Linked DNA regions of Sus scrofa: region 1 is linked to region 2. The links are chromatin contacts, called in public Hi-C maps. All regions are on one chromosome and are shown on one strand. The core of a region is the stretch at or near the end of the contact, and the rest is flanking DNA. Distances in the headings are between cores, read along the strand shown. Region 1 overlaps TTC21B (tetratricopeptide repeat protein 21B). Region 2 overlaps CSRNP3 (cysteine/serine-rich nuclear protein 3).

Region 1 (3,157 bases), core at 438-2,937, 220 kb after region 2:
TCATGCTAGCTGCTCTAAGGTCAAAATGCATGGAAATTATAACTGCTTCCTTTCTATTACGGTGGTGTTATTCAAATCCCAGATTCACAGAAAATTCATTCATGTTGTGTCCTTCTCCTTTCCCTCCTTAGGCCCAAAATTCTTGTTTAAAATGCCATGGGCACTAATTCTTTCAAGCTGCTGTTCAGTTGGAGTTCCAGCTTTCCTGGATGTGCGATCTTGGGCATGTGAAAAACATCAGAGATTAGTACGTGTTAAATAGAGAGTTTAGTTAAGGGTGATATGATACAGACTGACATAGCTACTTGAGAGCACACCCTGGATGCGGGCGTGGTCTCTGAGGAGGTGATGATAAACTGATACCTGAATGAAAAAGCCTAGAGAGGGAGGCTTGGACACAGGAATTGGGGATAAGGGAGAGGAGCATAGGGAGAGAATTCCACTAGAGGACGGAAGGGCAGAAGTCTAATGAGATACATGCATGTAGAGAGTGCAAATTAATGTTTGCTGGGAGGAAGAGAGGGGAGGGAGAGAGACGGAGGGAGGGAGAGGGAGAGAGGCAGGCATGAATCAGAATCCTAACTCCTGTATGGCCATGCTTCTAGGGGAACTGACTGGTCCTCTCTATCTCACCTTCGCCTGCTTTGTCTCTTTTCTTCTGTGAAGGTTCTTCTCAGTTGCAATTACTTGACCTCGTTCAGCTTATAATAAATAAGTAAAGTTATTGTCTATTAAGAGCCTAAGTGAGTCAGATTCATTAATAGGTTTTATGTACATTCTCTTATTTAATTCTTACAACAACCTGAGGAAGGTTATTACGCTTCTTCTTCTTTTTTTTTGCTATTTCTTGGGCTGCTCCCGCGGCATATGGAGGTTCCCAGACTAGGGGAACCTAGCCGGCCTATGCCAGAGCCACAGCAACGCGGGATTCGAGCCGTGTCTGCGACCTATACCACAGCTCACGGCAATGCCGGATCGTCAACCCACTGAGCAAGGGCAGGGACCGAACCCGCAACCTCATGGTTCCTAGTCAGATTCGTTAACCACTGTGCCACGACGGGAACTCCTATTATGCTTCTTTATGGATGAGAAAACCGAGGCTCAGAGAACCTTTGAAACTCGAGAAAGATTTCAGATCTAGTAAGTAGTAAGGCCAATCTTTAAAGCTGGGTTGGTCTGACTTCTAATCCTTGCTCTCAACTGCTATACTACACTGCTCCTCTTACACTTACACTTCTTTTTGGTAGTTTCCACATTTGTAAGATGTGTTCATTCCACTCACTCCATCTTTTTCCTCATGACCTAGCCATCTCTGTGATAGAACACTCAGTTTCATCTGCTAGCCAGAGGCAGGTAAGAAAATTTTTCTTACAGTCTAATTGTAGAAGGCATCTTCATATAGGAAAGGCTGGTATGGAATCCAGGCTCTGACAAATTTTCTGTGACCTTGGACAAATCATTTAGTTTGAACCTCATCTTGCCATCTGAAAGAATGTTATTTCTCTGGAGAGTTGAGTGAAAGCTAAAAGACATCCATCTATCAAGGAAAGTTCCTAGAATAGAATTTAACAAATGGTAGAATAAGTGGCTGCTTACGAAACAAAAACAAACTCCTCACTTTACAGATAGGAAAACTGATTTGGAAATATCTTGCTGGGAGAACAGATGTTCTACTTTCTCTAATTTCCATGACTCGAGCATTCCATGATGCAGGCTCACTGAAACTGCTGAGGGTATTCTGTTATATGCTGTCCTTAACAATGTCAGTTCAGGTCGAAAAAGACACCCCCCTCCTCTCCCACCCCCTGAATTACAGAGAGATTGTCATGGTGCCAGAACTGTAAAGCAGGGATAATATCTATGTTATAGTGTTGTGAGGATAAAATGTAGTAAGACTTGTGAAAATGTATTAACAGACATGAAATGCTTCATAAACACTCTATTTAGGAGTTCCCATTGTGGCTCAGTGGAAACGAATCTGATTAGCATCCATGAGGATGCTGGCCTTGCTTAGTGTGTTAAGGATCCACTGTTGCCGTGAGCTGTATAGGTCGCAGATGCAGCTCCGATGATCCTGTGTTGCTGTAGCTGTGGTGTAGGCTGGCGGCTACAACTCCAATTTGACCCCTAGCCTGGAAACCTCCGCATGCCATGGGTGCAGCCCTAAAAAGACACACACAGACACACACACACTGCTCTATTTAGCATTTTCTTGAAATTTCATAAATAAAAGAATGATTAGAATTTTATAACATAATCAGAATTTTAAAAGGACTTTGGAAAACCGGAGAAGTGATCAGAAACAAGAGACTGTAACTCAAAAGAAATAAACATGAAGTTCTTAAGGAAAAGCAAATGACTTTAAAAAATACTGTTTATTGAAGATGCAATTAAAATTGAAGACTGTTTATTGCATTTTTAAAGGCAACTGAAAAAGATGTAGACAACATGTTTAAAATAATGCTAAGAACTGAGTTTATGTAGGTCAGGTTTAGTTCAGTGTAAAAGGGTAGGAATGCTCACCTAGGGGTGGGGAAGGACATAAGGAACAGTGGGGTCTGTAGGGTTTTTTGGTACTTTATTGTTACCACCAGATGTTACAATGTCTGAAGTTACACCAAAAGACCCAGTCTTTGGGTTAAGGTTAAATCTTGCTTTAAAGGTTTACCTATTTAAGCTAATTTCAGGTACTGATTATTTCTTAAGATCACATTGGCATTGAGAGCAGGAGGAATCAGTTCAACAAAGAAAAGGGAGGCGAGTTCCCATCATGGCTCAGCAGTTAACGAATCTGACTGGCATCCATGAGGACGCAGGTTTGATCCCTGGTCCCACTCTGTGGGTTAGGGATCCGGCGTTGCCGTGAGCTGTGGTGTAGGTTGCAGACGAGGCTCAGATCTGGCATTGCTGAGGCTGTGGTGTAGGCCAGTGGTTACAGTGCTCCAATTTGACCCCTAGCCTGGGAACCTCCATAAGCCATGCATACAGCCCTAAAAAAAAAAAAAAGAGGGAAACACACACACTATATTTTTCTATGAAAGTCACATTTTCTGTAATAATACTTATTAGCACTGCAGACTGCATAGGGGGCTTACCCTGATTTTGCAAACTTTGCTGTGTCTTTTGAGTTTCAAGAAGAATACAAATCATAAATTTA
Region 2 (3,079 bases), core at 47-2,546:
TATAATGGATTTTCAGCAAATTTATAATTCAGATTTTGACTTGAGGACATTATCTAACCACCTGTTATTTTCCAGGTGCAGGATAGAGAAATATTTTCCCTAATTGATTTGTAATATGATATGCTTATAATAAAGAAGCATTCTTTAAAAATGAGAAAATAAATAAATACTTCAGTATTAATGTATGTTCCATATGTAAATATGGAAATCTTGGATTCCTTGAAAAATTTTAATGTCATCTAAAAGAATATGCATAGTGTAAACAGAGAAAAGAAGGGATAACCTTCATCAAAATTGAGTGAAATTGTTCTCCCTAGGAATAAGGTCAGATGGTCAGTTGAATATATGAAATAGGAAAAAAAAATTCCAACTTCCAGTCTGTTTTGGACAGAACTGAACAGAATGCAGAGTCCAGATTTAGCAAAACACTTAAATATTACATTGTGTTTCAAATATTTTCCTTAAGAATATTAATGTATAAGCTTTATTTAAGTGATACATCATAGAAACACACAATTTATCTTATAACAACAGCCAGAAAAAAGCCTGCATGTCAAATGTAGACTTGGAACGCCAAGATTCATGATGCCTGGTACTATAAATTTGATGGATGAATTGATGAAAAAGGAAAAATTAGAGTGAAACTTGGTAGATCACTCAGTGGTCCTCTTTTAATCTATGGTTTAATCTGAATCTACTTTAGTTTACAAATTAACCATCCCAGTATTAATTGCATTGGATGTGGATGGAGAGGGCATTCCAAGTCACACTGTATTTTCAACAGGACATCCATTTAATTGTAAGCGAGAGAGGGTCAGTGCTAAGTCAACGATATATTAACATTATATATAGAAGAGGAGAAGACTTTTTTTTAAAATTATTTCTCTTGCATTTTTTAAAGTTTCAAGTTTATAACTTTAAAATAGAGTATTTATTCCATTTGTCCTAACAAGTATGAGAACAAAATAACCCCTTGCCTGTTTTTTTAGATTACTCACAAGAATTAGGGGGAAAGTGTAGGGGACATCTTTTATAAATAAAAGTATGTGCATGTAAAATAGCTAGTTCTGAAAAATGGCCACTTTTGTGAGTTAACCATCTTAATTAATGATTTATGATGTCAAAGCTGGAAGGTCAAAGTTTACACTTAATTTTTATATGCAGCTTTCTGAATTTACATCAAAATCCTGGGCAGTAAGCCTTTTTCCTTTCAAGCTGAGAATTGCAAGTCGATGATTACTCTATTAAACAAGCCCTGTAATGCAAATTTGGCTTGCAAAGTGCTGAGAGGCCTGGGCTGTAGCTGTCAGAGCGCTGGTTCTCTCCATACAGATCTCTCGCCTGCTTGTGTGGACGCAGTGACAGACTGAACGGATGACTACGTGACATGCATGTTTATAATCCAAAACAAAGCTGTAGTCATCTGGCCCCCAAGTCATCTTTTATTATATATTATTATGTATTATTTCTATTCTCGTTAATTTTTTGTGCTTAAATGTATATGCAGTATTTGTATGTATCATGACAGAAAATTTATTATTTCACATAGTCTTGTGTGAGAGGGTTTTTTTATTTTGTTTTGTTTTTATAAACTGGTAATTTAAACAAAAGGGTTTCATCTTGAATTATTTCCTTCAAAAGTTTACACTGCATAGAAGACGTTATTAGTCTTGAGAATAATCCATTGTAAGTATTTTCACTTACTATTAGGATGGAAAATGCTTATGGCTAAATGGTTAACCCACCCAATCTTGTCTATGAATTATAAACCTATTCCTCTACAGGAGGAATGACATCAGAATGACAACTGGTTCTTATGTATGTTTATCATATTTTATACTCCCCAGTCTATTTGCTGCTTTACTAGTACATAAGGTGTTTGGTTAGTTTGAGATGCAGAAGAGTAGCATTTAGGGCTGGAGAGACACATGCTACAGTTTGAGGAGCGTTTAGAGCTATCGTTCACACCATAGGGAACCAAATACAAACTTAGACTTCTTATCTCGAGCATCATTTCAAGTGGGAGTTACTCTACCATGATTTTTCTTTTTGAATGCTACTTTCTTAGTAATAAGGGTGGTAGTAAAAGGGGAAAAAAAGCCCCTGATTTGTTATTTGAGGAGTTCTGACATTTTCTTACATTCACCGACTCTGTCTCAGTTCTGATGGCCTTTTTAGAAATGCAAAGCACTTCAATTCCAGAATATTGGGAATACCACACTATTGTCTCTAACATCCCCAGTGTCTGGGAGAGTCTCTTTCTTCCGCTTGTGATTGTTTTTGCATGTGTTATTCTGTTCATAACTGAGTATAAAATAGCATATCATTGATTTGGCCATCACTTGATATTACATACTTAAGGAAATTTGGATTTTGTTCATGGTTGGAAAGAAAATATTCCCAGTTAGTCTTCATTTTAATTTTGCCTCTTGTTCACTAAGCCCTCAGATATTTCTTTGGAGTTGCTCCCACTTGAATGATTTACTACTGCTTTAAATACCTTACTTGAGCAAAATAACAAACAACACAGTTGGGGCAAATGTATTTGAGAAACTTGAGAATGTGACTTAAGGAAATAAAGGAAACAATTAGAACAAGGAAAAGATTGCTTTTGGTAGCAAATTTGGATATCAGTGGAACTCCTCCTGTATGTCTTGGTTGCTAGATCCATTTTTCACTCCTTATTTGTGGTTAAGATTTGAAACGGTGTGAGTGACACCATGATCAAGAGGGGCCAACTTTGACAGCTGTGTCAAACTGGAGAAGAATAAGAATATGATTACAGGAAATTTACAGACATCACGTATAAAGATTGAAGACGTGTAATTTTTTTTCTTTTTTTCTTTTTTTTTTTTTTTGTCTTTTTAGGGCCATACCAGTGGCACATGGAGGTTTCCAGCGTAGGGTTCTAATTGGAGCTACAGCTGCTGGCCCACGCCAAAGCCACAGCAATGCCAGATTGGAGCCGTATCTGCGACCTAAACCACAGCTCACAGCAACACTGGATCCTTAACCCACTAAGCAAAGCCAGGGATCTAACCCTCAACCTCATGGTTCCTAGTCGGATTCGTTTCCACTG

Evidence for each region. Hi-C and Micro-C count contacts between places; a contact is called where the count stands out from the background.
Region 1: a contact with region 2 is called in a Hi-C map of fetal skeletal muscle, with 2.4 times the contacts expected there. The contact joins two enhancer-like sites. A contact is called at or near these places in 2 of 47 Hi-C or Micro-C datasets (embryonic fibroblasts and fetal skeletal muscle).

Annotation. Positions count from the first base shown.
Region 1 is chr15:72,427,689-72,430,845 of Sscrofa11.1, forward strand. TTC21B (tetratricopeptide repeat protein 21B) reads right to left here. Exons shown (of 28, transcript XM_021074791.1): 28 at 2,562-3,157. Among named protein-coding and RNA genes, the nearest start is that of TTC21B, 83 kb to the right of the region's middle. Within about 2 kb of position 1,688, at least 2 of the 83 cell types and tissues checked have an H3K27ac peak or open chromatin away from gene starts, as enhancers often do. A contact at or near this core is called in fetal skeletal muscle, where this site is marked.
Region 2 is chr15:72,205,560-72,208,638 of Sscrofa11.1, forward strand. All of the region lies in intron 6 of CSRNP3 (cysteine/serine-rich nuclear protein 3), which reads left to right. Among named protein-coding and RNA genes, the nearest start is that of GALNT3, 140 kb to the right of the region's middle. Within about 2 kb of position 1,297, at least 9 of the 83 cell types and tissues checked have an H3K27ac peak or open chromatin away from gene starts, as enhancers often do. A contact at or near this core is called in fetal skeletal muscle, where this site is marked.